Regions from separate parts of the Mus musculus genome. Here region 1 is linked to region 2. A link is a contact called in public HiChIP or PLAC-seq data. All regions are on one chromosome and are shown on one strand. The core of a region is the stretch at or near the end of the contact, and the rest is flanking DNA. Distances in the headings are between cores, read along the strand shown.

Evidence for each region. HiChIP or PLAC-seq counts read pairs in DNA pulled down with a chosen protein or histone mark.
Region 1: a contact with region 2 is called in a FOXA1 HiChIP or PLAC-seq map of pancreatic cancer cells. The contact joins two enhancer-like sites. A contact is called at or near these places in 2 of 484 Hi-C or Micro-C datasets (both in liver), 1 of 115 datasets of contacts at active chromatin or transcription factors (pancreatic cancer cells) and 1 of 9 other capture datasets (embryonic stem cells).

What each region holds. Positions count from the first base shown.
Region 1 is chr6:22,484,743-22,488,346 of GRCm38.p6, reverse strand. No RefSeq gene overlaps it. Among named protein-coding and RNA genes, the nearest start is that of Gm38773, 94 kb to the right of the region's middle. Within about 2 kb of position 2,071, at least 12 of the 459 cell types and tissues checked have an H3K27ac peak or open chromatin away from gene starts, as enhancers often do. A contact at or near this core is called in pancreatic cancer cells, where this site is marked.
Region 2 is chr6:22,214,635-22,218,510 of GRCm38.p6, reverse strand. Cped1 (cadherin-like and PC-esterase domain containing 1) reads right to left here. Exons shown (of 22, transcript NM_001081351.1): 16 at 2,882-2,999. Among named protein-coding and RNA genes, the nearest start is that of Wnt16, 72 kb to the left of the region's middle. Within about 2 kb of position 1,755, at least 44 of the 459 cell types and tissues checked have an H3K27ac peak or open chromatin away from gene starts, as enhancers often do. A contact at or near this core is called in pancreatic cancer cells, where this site is marked.

The sequences.
Region 1 (3,604 bases), core at 822-3,321, 270 kb before region 2:
AAGGAGTCTGCCTTACAGCTGAGCACCTAGCAATGTGAACAATTAACTGTCAACACAATGAGACCCTTCTGCTGTTTTTAAAAAGCAAAAATCCTAGCCGTTCAACTTTACCAATGAAGACTCGGGAGCCACATGCTGGGGTGAAAGCCTGCTAGCTCTGCGAGGCAGACAAAGCACCCAGCTGACCTTGCTACCCCACTGACCCTAGCAAAAGCTCCTCCTCCTGAGATATCTTCCAACTCAGGGTCCCTTCTTTCTCCTTCCTTAGATTCTCCTCCTCTCAACTGGTTGCTTGCTCTGCCTCTTGACCTATGGTTGACTTGATTTAACCCTGTTTACAGAAAGCTTTTTGGATTAAAGGTGCCTACTAGGGCTGAACCACACCGCAAGGTTTTTCCAGGTGGCAGTCTTGGGGTTCACGATGTGATCAAATATCCTGCAACACACTTTATCACAAGCAGAGATTTCAAAACCTTTTCCACCCATCATCCCTTTCTCAGAGATATGCCGAAAGACGTTCTCCACTGAAATGAGGGCCCAGGCTAAGCAAGAGAAAGAAGGAGATGAAGGAAATATCCATCCAAGCACGAGATAAAGGCAATCCACAGAATATCTGTTCCTCAAAATCTCCCACAGAGCAATTTTCCCTGAACAGGAAAGCAGTGGATTACCAGCTAATGTGTGCATGGCTGTGATAAGAGTTACATAGCCAGAGAGAGAGCTAGGAGAAGCTTACAGAGAAGAAAGGGGCCAGAGCAAACCAGTCTATAGCAAAGATCACTGCTCTTCTCCTTTCTTCTCCTCTTCTCTCCAATCTCCTCCCCCCCCCCTCTCTTTCTTATTCATCAAATGAATATATGATATACACAAGAGTGAGAGAGAGAAAGAGGAAGAGAGAGGAGAGAGCGAAGTTGGAACACAGAGGACAGATGGTCATAAAGCAAACAAGTAAAACAGCTGAGTTCTACACCCAGGAAGATATAGAAAACAGGGATTGGGCAGGACTTCAGGCATGTCTTCTTGTCTGCAGCCATAATACACACACAATACCATCATGCCTATGTCTGTCTCAAAGTTTGAGTTCACTGCTGCTGTTCAAGGAGGATGCTGATTTAGTCCTCTCTGAAGGACACATCATGACCTAACAAAATAGCACAGGCAGAAAATTGGGCTGCCAGGCAAAATCCTTCCAAACTGACAAATGGAGGCATACCTTGTCTTTGACTATGAGACCTGTGAATTTTCTCCCAAATCTTGTTCCTTATTTGGCTACCTTTGCAGCCAGTCAACTCTTCTGTTTGATGATCACATTTCCAGATGCATTGTGGGAAACAAGTGGTCTCCATCTATCATAGAGTGCATCCTATTGTTTCACACTTAGCTCTTTTTTCTTGAGGATAATCATGGTGCTAACCATTAGGCAGATGCTAAAAGCAGTGTTTTAAAGATGTCAGTCTAGGCCTTATATGACTATGTGGAGAAGGAAATCTAAATAATTTCTCAGGATTGTTGAGTGAGAGACGATTGGTCTTTAGGTTGCTCTCACTGATATACCAAATGAGATCTAAGGCTTCTTTGCATCTCAGTATCTATGTCTGAAAAAATGATAGACTTGGATCTGGCAAGAATATAATATAATCAGTAAATATTTACCATAAATGGTAATCTGTTCCAACTTGTTGATGGCTACATATTAAATAGTAGACTTAAAATCCAGGTGTCCAACGAACTAAAGAAATATATCCATAATAAAGGAGAGAGTTGAGGAATCTGAGAAACTCAGGGAAGGGTTTCAGGAGAAGGGGCGGGGAAAGGAACTAAAGAGTGTATTCAAAGCTTAGAACTCTGTTTGGCCTGATGTCAAAGGACTGTGCTTCGCAAAGCAAAGAGAGGCAATTTGTGCCCACAAAGAACAGGAGGGTGTAGCATGATATCTTGACTGAGGATAGAAGTCCAGTGAAAGTGAGGAAGAAGAAAGATTTGAAGAAAGCCAGACAAGGAAAAGCCATATGAAGCGGAAAGCCAGTGAGTGCCGAGCCCCTTTGAGTCAGCGAAGGGATCCCGCAGCCCATGTTTGCTTTGGCATCGCTGACCTCAAACATGCGCATTCTCTGCTTTGTCTGGTTTTATTATACTCATTTAAATGTGCTGCGACTAAATTTGCCAGCAAAAGTAGCAACCATAGTCCACAAGAACATAAATGGTGGTTTTGTGAAAGGATGGAATAACAGGTTCGGTTTGTTTCCGAGGCCTTGGCTCTATCTCAAATTACAGAGTGGAGTTAGAATATTGACCAGGTGCATACAATGAGTAACAGTGGTGGGGACCTTAACAGGGTGGTTTAAGGCAGAGGTCCTTCTGCTATAAGGGGTGAGGCAGTACATGGGTGTCCCACAAGAAGAGGTTCCAGAGGACATGATCACAAATAGGCACAGGGGCTCTCTTTGTAATAGTCAAAAGCTGGGCCCCATCCACACGAAGGGATTGTGTGCCTTACCCAAGACAAGTGCCACAGCCTGGGTGGACTGTCTAGAGAGTACAGACCCAACCCTACTTCCGCATCTCAAGTCTCAGGTGCCCGGTTGGAAATGCACCGTGAATTCAGACAGAGGCTCTCTCAAAGACAGATTTGGAAATAAGAATAGTTGCTCTATCCCATTAGGGTTTTGAACCAAGGGGTACTGAAAAAGCAAAACAGATGAGTGGATAGTTTTGCATACATCCCAACTTCGATAGCCCCTCTGGCGCGCCTCTCTGTGCATGCGAGGCTTCCAAACAAGGTTTGGCATCTGTTTGTTAAAGGTTTTTGGAAGTTGCAAGTGATTAACAAGGGACTGTGTCTGACTGAAATCAGCTCAGCAAGGAGTCTGGTTACATAGGGCCCTGAAGGATACCAGTAAAATATCCAGTGTCCTGTAAAGGCATTGACCCTGAATGCTGTCTTTGGGTGTCCCTAACAAAAGTGAGAAACTGAAATTTCCCTGGTAGGAAATAAAGAAGACAGCCAGTGGGCTCCTCAAGCTCCTCACTGGAGGGATGAGAGAGCATGCTGATGTCTATACTGTATATTGGTCTAATTGATGGCATTCCTTACAGCCCCTGGATACGCAGAGCCTTTGTAGAGTGTGTTTCTGCCCGGACAACTGTTGATATTTGCTTAATATTCTATACCAAAGCAATCAGAAATATTCTACAACAGCACATCTCTTCAACCCTTACTCTCTTTTCTGGTACCAACTATTGGATATTGTCTTCTTTAGAAACCAGTTATTTGTCAGTTACCAGACTGTTGTAAAATATAAGAAAAAAAAAGTTTAGTTTCTATGAAGATAATTTAAGAATGGGGTATGTTTAAATTTTAAGACATAGTAGAGCTAGGAAATAAGTTGGAATTAAATCCATTCTCTTCTTTTAAAAGTCACAATTTTCCCCACCCCCTCCCTTTCTTATGTGTCTGTCTGTCTGAGCTATAAAACACAGATAGGTTACTTCTCTTAAAGTTGTAAGGAGACATATGAATTTAGGAGGGAAAATTGCTTCTGTTAGGCAAAAATGGTTTTATTTCTGTTTCTAGTTTGTAAGTAGTGGTTAAATTTAGATTTTA
Region 2 (3,876 bases), core at 506-3,005:
ATTACTGTATATAACCTCATAAAATAAAGGTTTAATTTTAGTGAATAAAACATAATAAATATTAGAAGTATGATGTTTTTTCTACATTTTCTCACTAAAAGTAAGTTATAGAGAAATATTTTCATTTTTTATATATTATGATTTGAGGAGGGTTTTTAGAAGTTCTTATTTAATTATAACTGCATGTATAGTTCCTTTCTCCAAATTAGAAGAATTACTTTTACTTTATTCAGCAACTGAGGAAGAGAAAAGAAATACAGTGATTCAAAATGATCTAAGTTAGTTTAATTTTAAAAAAAGACAGTATGGCATTAGTATATTGCAGGTAAAAAGAATGGATCCAGGGCTGTCAAATTGTAGCACACTATTAAAATAGCTTTTCGGCCTGGAAGATGTTTGAATAAGTACATAACTTCTTAGAAGATTTCCCTCCAGCATCATCTACCAGGATTGGTTCTCCCTTAAGATGTAGAAAGTCCTGTTATGAAGGATTGGGTCATCTCTGGGAACACCCCGTACATTCTAGAACAGTATTTTCTGGACTTTTTCTACGTCTTTGAGTCTGCGGGCTTTTGGTGCTCTCTGCGTGCGTGCGTGCGTTCGTCTGCATGTATGTGTGTGTAGCCTCCTGATTGTGTCATAGATTCCTGTGGAAAGGGAAAGGTTTAAATCTCCCTTTAGTTTGGTAAACCTTTTTTTTTTAATTTGTCTATTAGGAACTGGAAGATTAATATAAACAATTTATGTTCTCGAGAAATCTAATCAAGGGAAGCCATCAGTAAAAACATACAGCCCATGCACCCTTGACGTCTTAGTACATGCACAGTATACGATATGCAGATACTCCTATGTTTATATATTGTGTCCATCATAAAACATGGAAATAAAAATGATTAGATACAAGGCGGTTGCACATATATTTTCATCTTTATTATTGGCTTCATCCCCAGGGATGCCCTGTTCTGTTCTTTTCTCTTCCTGGTGTTTATCACGGTGTTCTGGGGGGACCACTGGTCTCAGACAGATCTAAGTCAGTATACACTTGAAAGAGAAGGAGGTAGCGCTATGAAGATTCTATGCCTGGATTGCTCTGGGAACCCAGAGAATGTGGTGGAATGAGGCCGGCTAGCGAAAAAGAGTATGGCATCAGGCAGAAGGAAAGGACAGGATGGGCCTATGGAGGCAGCGGAACAGATTGGAGAAGCAGAGCTGCACGTCCCAAAGCAGGGTTATCAGCACAGAGAGAGGCAAGGAGGTTGAGAGGTAGGGAAGAGATGGGAGGGGGAAGTCTTGAAGTTCCAGGATATAAAGCATGGCAGTCAGTGTGGGTCCTTCTCTAAAGGGGTCTACTGATGCACCAAACCAAGTCCACGCAACGGACAGAGACGATCCAGGGCTCGGCTGATGTAATGGTGAATTTCACAGGTTAGAACAAACTGCTGACTCCTGAGCAGAAACGGTGTCGTGAACTGAAGAGTAGAAGAGCTTTGCCTTGGTTGCGGTACAAAGAGTAGAATTAAGTTGTTTTACGATTGTCATAAATTGTCGTCTGATTAAACAATACTGGACTGGACACAGGTATCCCCTTTGAAGGCTGAGTCTGTGTCTCCTTCGGCAGGGAGACACAGATCACGGCACCTGACCCTCCATAACAGGCGAGTCCCTCCCTGACTGGAGTTTATTATTTAGAACATATGTTCAAGACTGGGACATGCCCACATTTGCTAGCTGCGTGCCAAATTGCAATTTGCCCTGCCCATTTGGGAAACACATTTCCCGCTGCAGCAGCCGTGTGAAGTTCACGGTGAGGCTAGTGCAGCTGTGTGCGCCTTCGCGGGCCTTTCTGAGGACGGGAGCTATGGGGGTCAGGATGGAGTAGTAACCAGGACCACCGAAGAATACATGCTCTGAACCTTAATTAGTTCAATTTTTTAAATTTTTTAAAAATACATTCTCAGCATCAGCTTTGCTTGACTACACTCTGCCTGCTTCAGGAAGCCTGAGAGGATGAAAACAAAGAGAGTGGTGACTCATTGTGGGTCTGTCCGTGACTCATGTGAGATTTAAGGCCACAATCTGAAATCCTCATGTCCCTATTTGTAGAAATGATCAAAATATGAGGGATACTTGTGGTTATTTCCAATACTTTCCCTACAATGAAAATAAATGATTTAAAACTGGGTATTTTTTTTCTATCCACCATGTGTGAATTATGTATGTATGGTTGTATGGTTGTATGTATGTATGGTTGTATGTATGTATGAATGTAGTGAGTTGAAAAAGGGAACTGGCGAACGGTACAGTGGGTGAGGGTGCTTGTTTCTGAGCCTGACAACCTGAACTTGCTCCCAGAGACCCACATGATGAAAAGATAGAACTGACTCGTGCAGGCTGTCATCTGACCTTCCTGTGCTCTCCCTGGCACACACATGCGTGTGCATGGGTACCCCCTCCCCACACACACATAAATGACAATGTAATAAAAACTAAAGTGAAAAAGGCCAACTTTCCGTCCTCATGAAACCAACATCTTGGGAAGAATGACAGTAAACAATGCATTAGGTACTAAATGGATTGTAGAGATTGTGATATAAGAAAAGTACAGAGTTAGGAAATGAGTTAGAGGATAAAGGAAGGCTCCTGGATGAAGTGACCTCTGGTCTGCCGTTTCTAGATGGCAATGGGTTAGCAATGAAGCAAAGAGTTTGTTTGCTTAATTAATCAAATGTTCCACAAATCAAAACAATGCATCTACACTTGTAGTATGTCTTGATGTTTACTCGAGTGAAAAAGAAAGGTCCTTGTTTAAAACAGGGGCCAATTAAACATGTGCCTATAGACCAAGGGGTCTATTTTAGAGAAAGGATACTCATGTATTCACCTTTAGTGTCCCCAGATGGACAACTCTCTATTTCAGGCTGTGAAATGGCTTTAATGTATTCTGCAGAAATAGGCTGCAACCCACAGGTTTCTTCTGGGTGAATCAATAAGTCACAATCCTGTATCAAAATGAAAAAAAAATAGCTGTCATTATCAAGAGCGGATCACATGATAAGAAAGCTAAACAGTAGTTTGAAAAGCAGAGGCCTGGGGTTCACTGGCCAGCCAGCCTTGCCTACTTGATGAGTTCCAGAGTAGTAAGAAACCTTGCCTCAGAAACATGGTTGGCTCCTGAGGTTGTTCAATGAGGTTGTTCTGTGTTCTGAGGTTGGCATCTCATAGACGCACATTTGCGCGCGCGCACACACACACACACACACACACACACACACATGCACACGCACCGGTACGTACAGTGAAAGAGAGAGAGAGAGAGAAAAAGAGAGAGAGAGAGAGAGAGAGAGAGAGAGAGAGAGAGATCTAAGGATTAAAGAAGTACAAAGTCAGTGGATGTTAGGAAAGGGTGTTTAGGGTGTTTATCCCCGCCCATCACTGGGTACACTGTGGGTATATTTTACAGAATAAGAGAACAGAGAGACACATTGGAAAGAGCTCACTGAATGTTAGATCTAGCCCTCTCATGAACTGGCTGGGATATCAAGTCACACCGTCAGTCTAGTTTTCTCATTACAAAATGGTGAAGGGGGGTGGGGTGGGGGGGAGATGCATCACGTGAGCTCGAGTTCCGTGGCAGCCTGACTGCCTCTGGCGCCTTCACAGTAGCCACTCTTATTTCCTTCCTCCTTCCTTTCCCCTTGTTTTGTGGTTGTAGGTAGCTATGTGCACCAGGTTTAAAACAAACCCATTTCCAAGCATTTCTTACAGATAAAGGCGCTCTCAGGGTAGCTCTTGTCCAAGAACTGTACATTAATCTCAGGTGTGGAGTTTGGAAATGATTTAAGTTCCAGTGAAAGAGTTCTCTTGTCTGTCTGTATC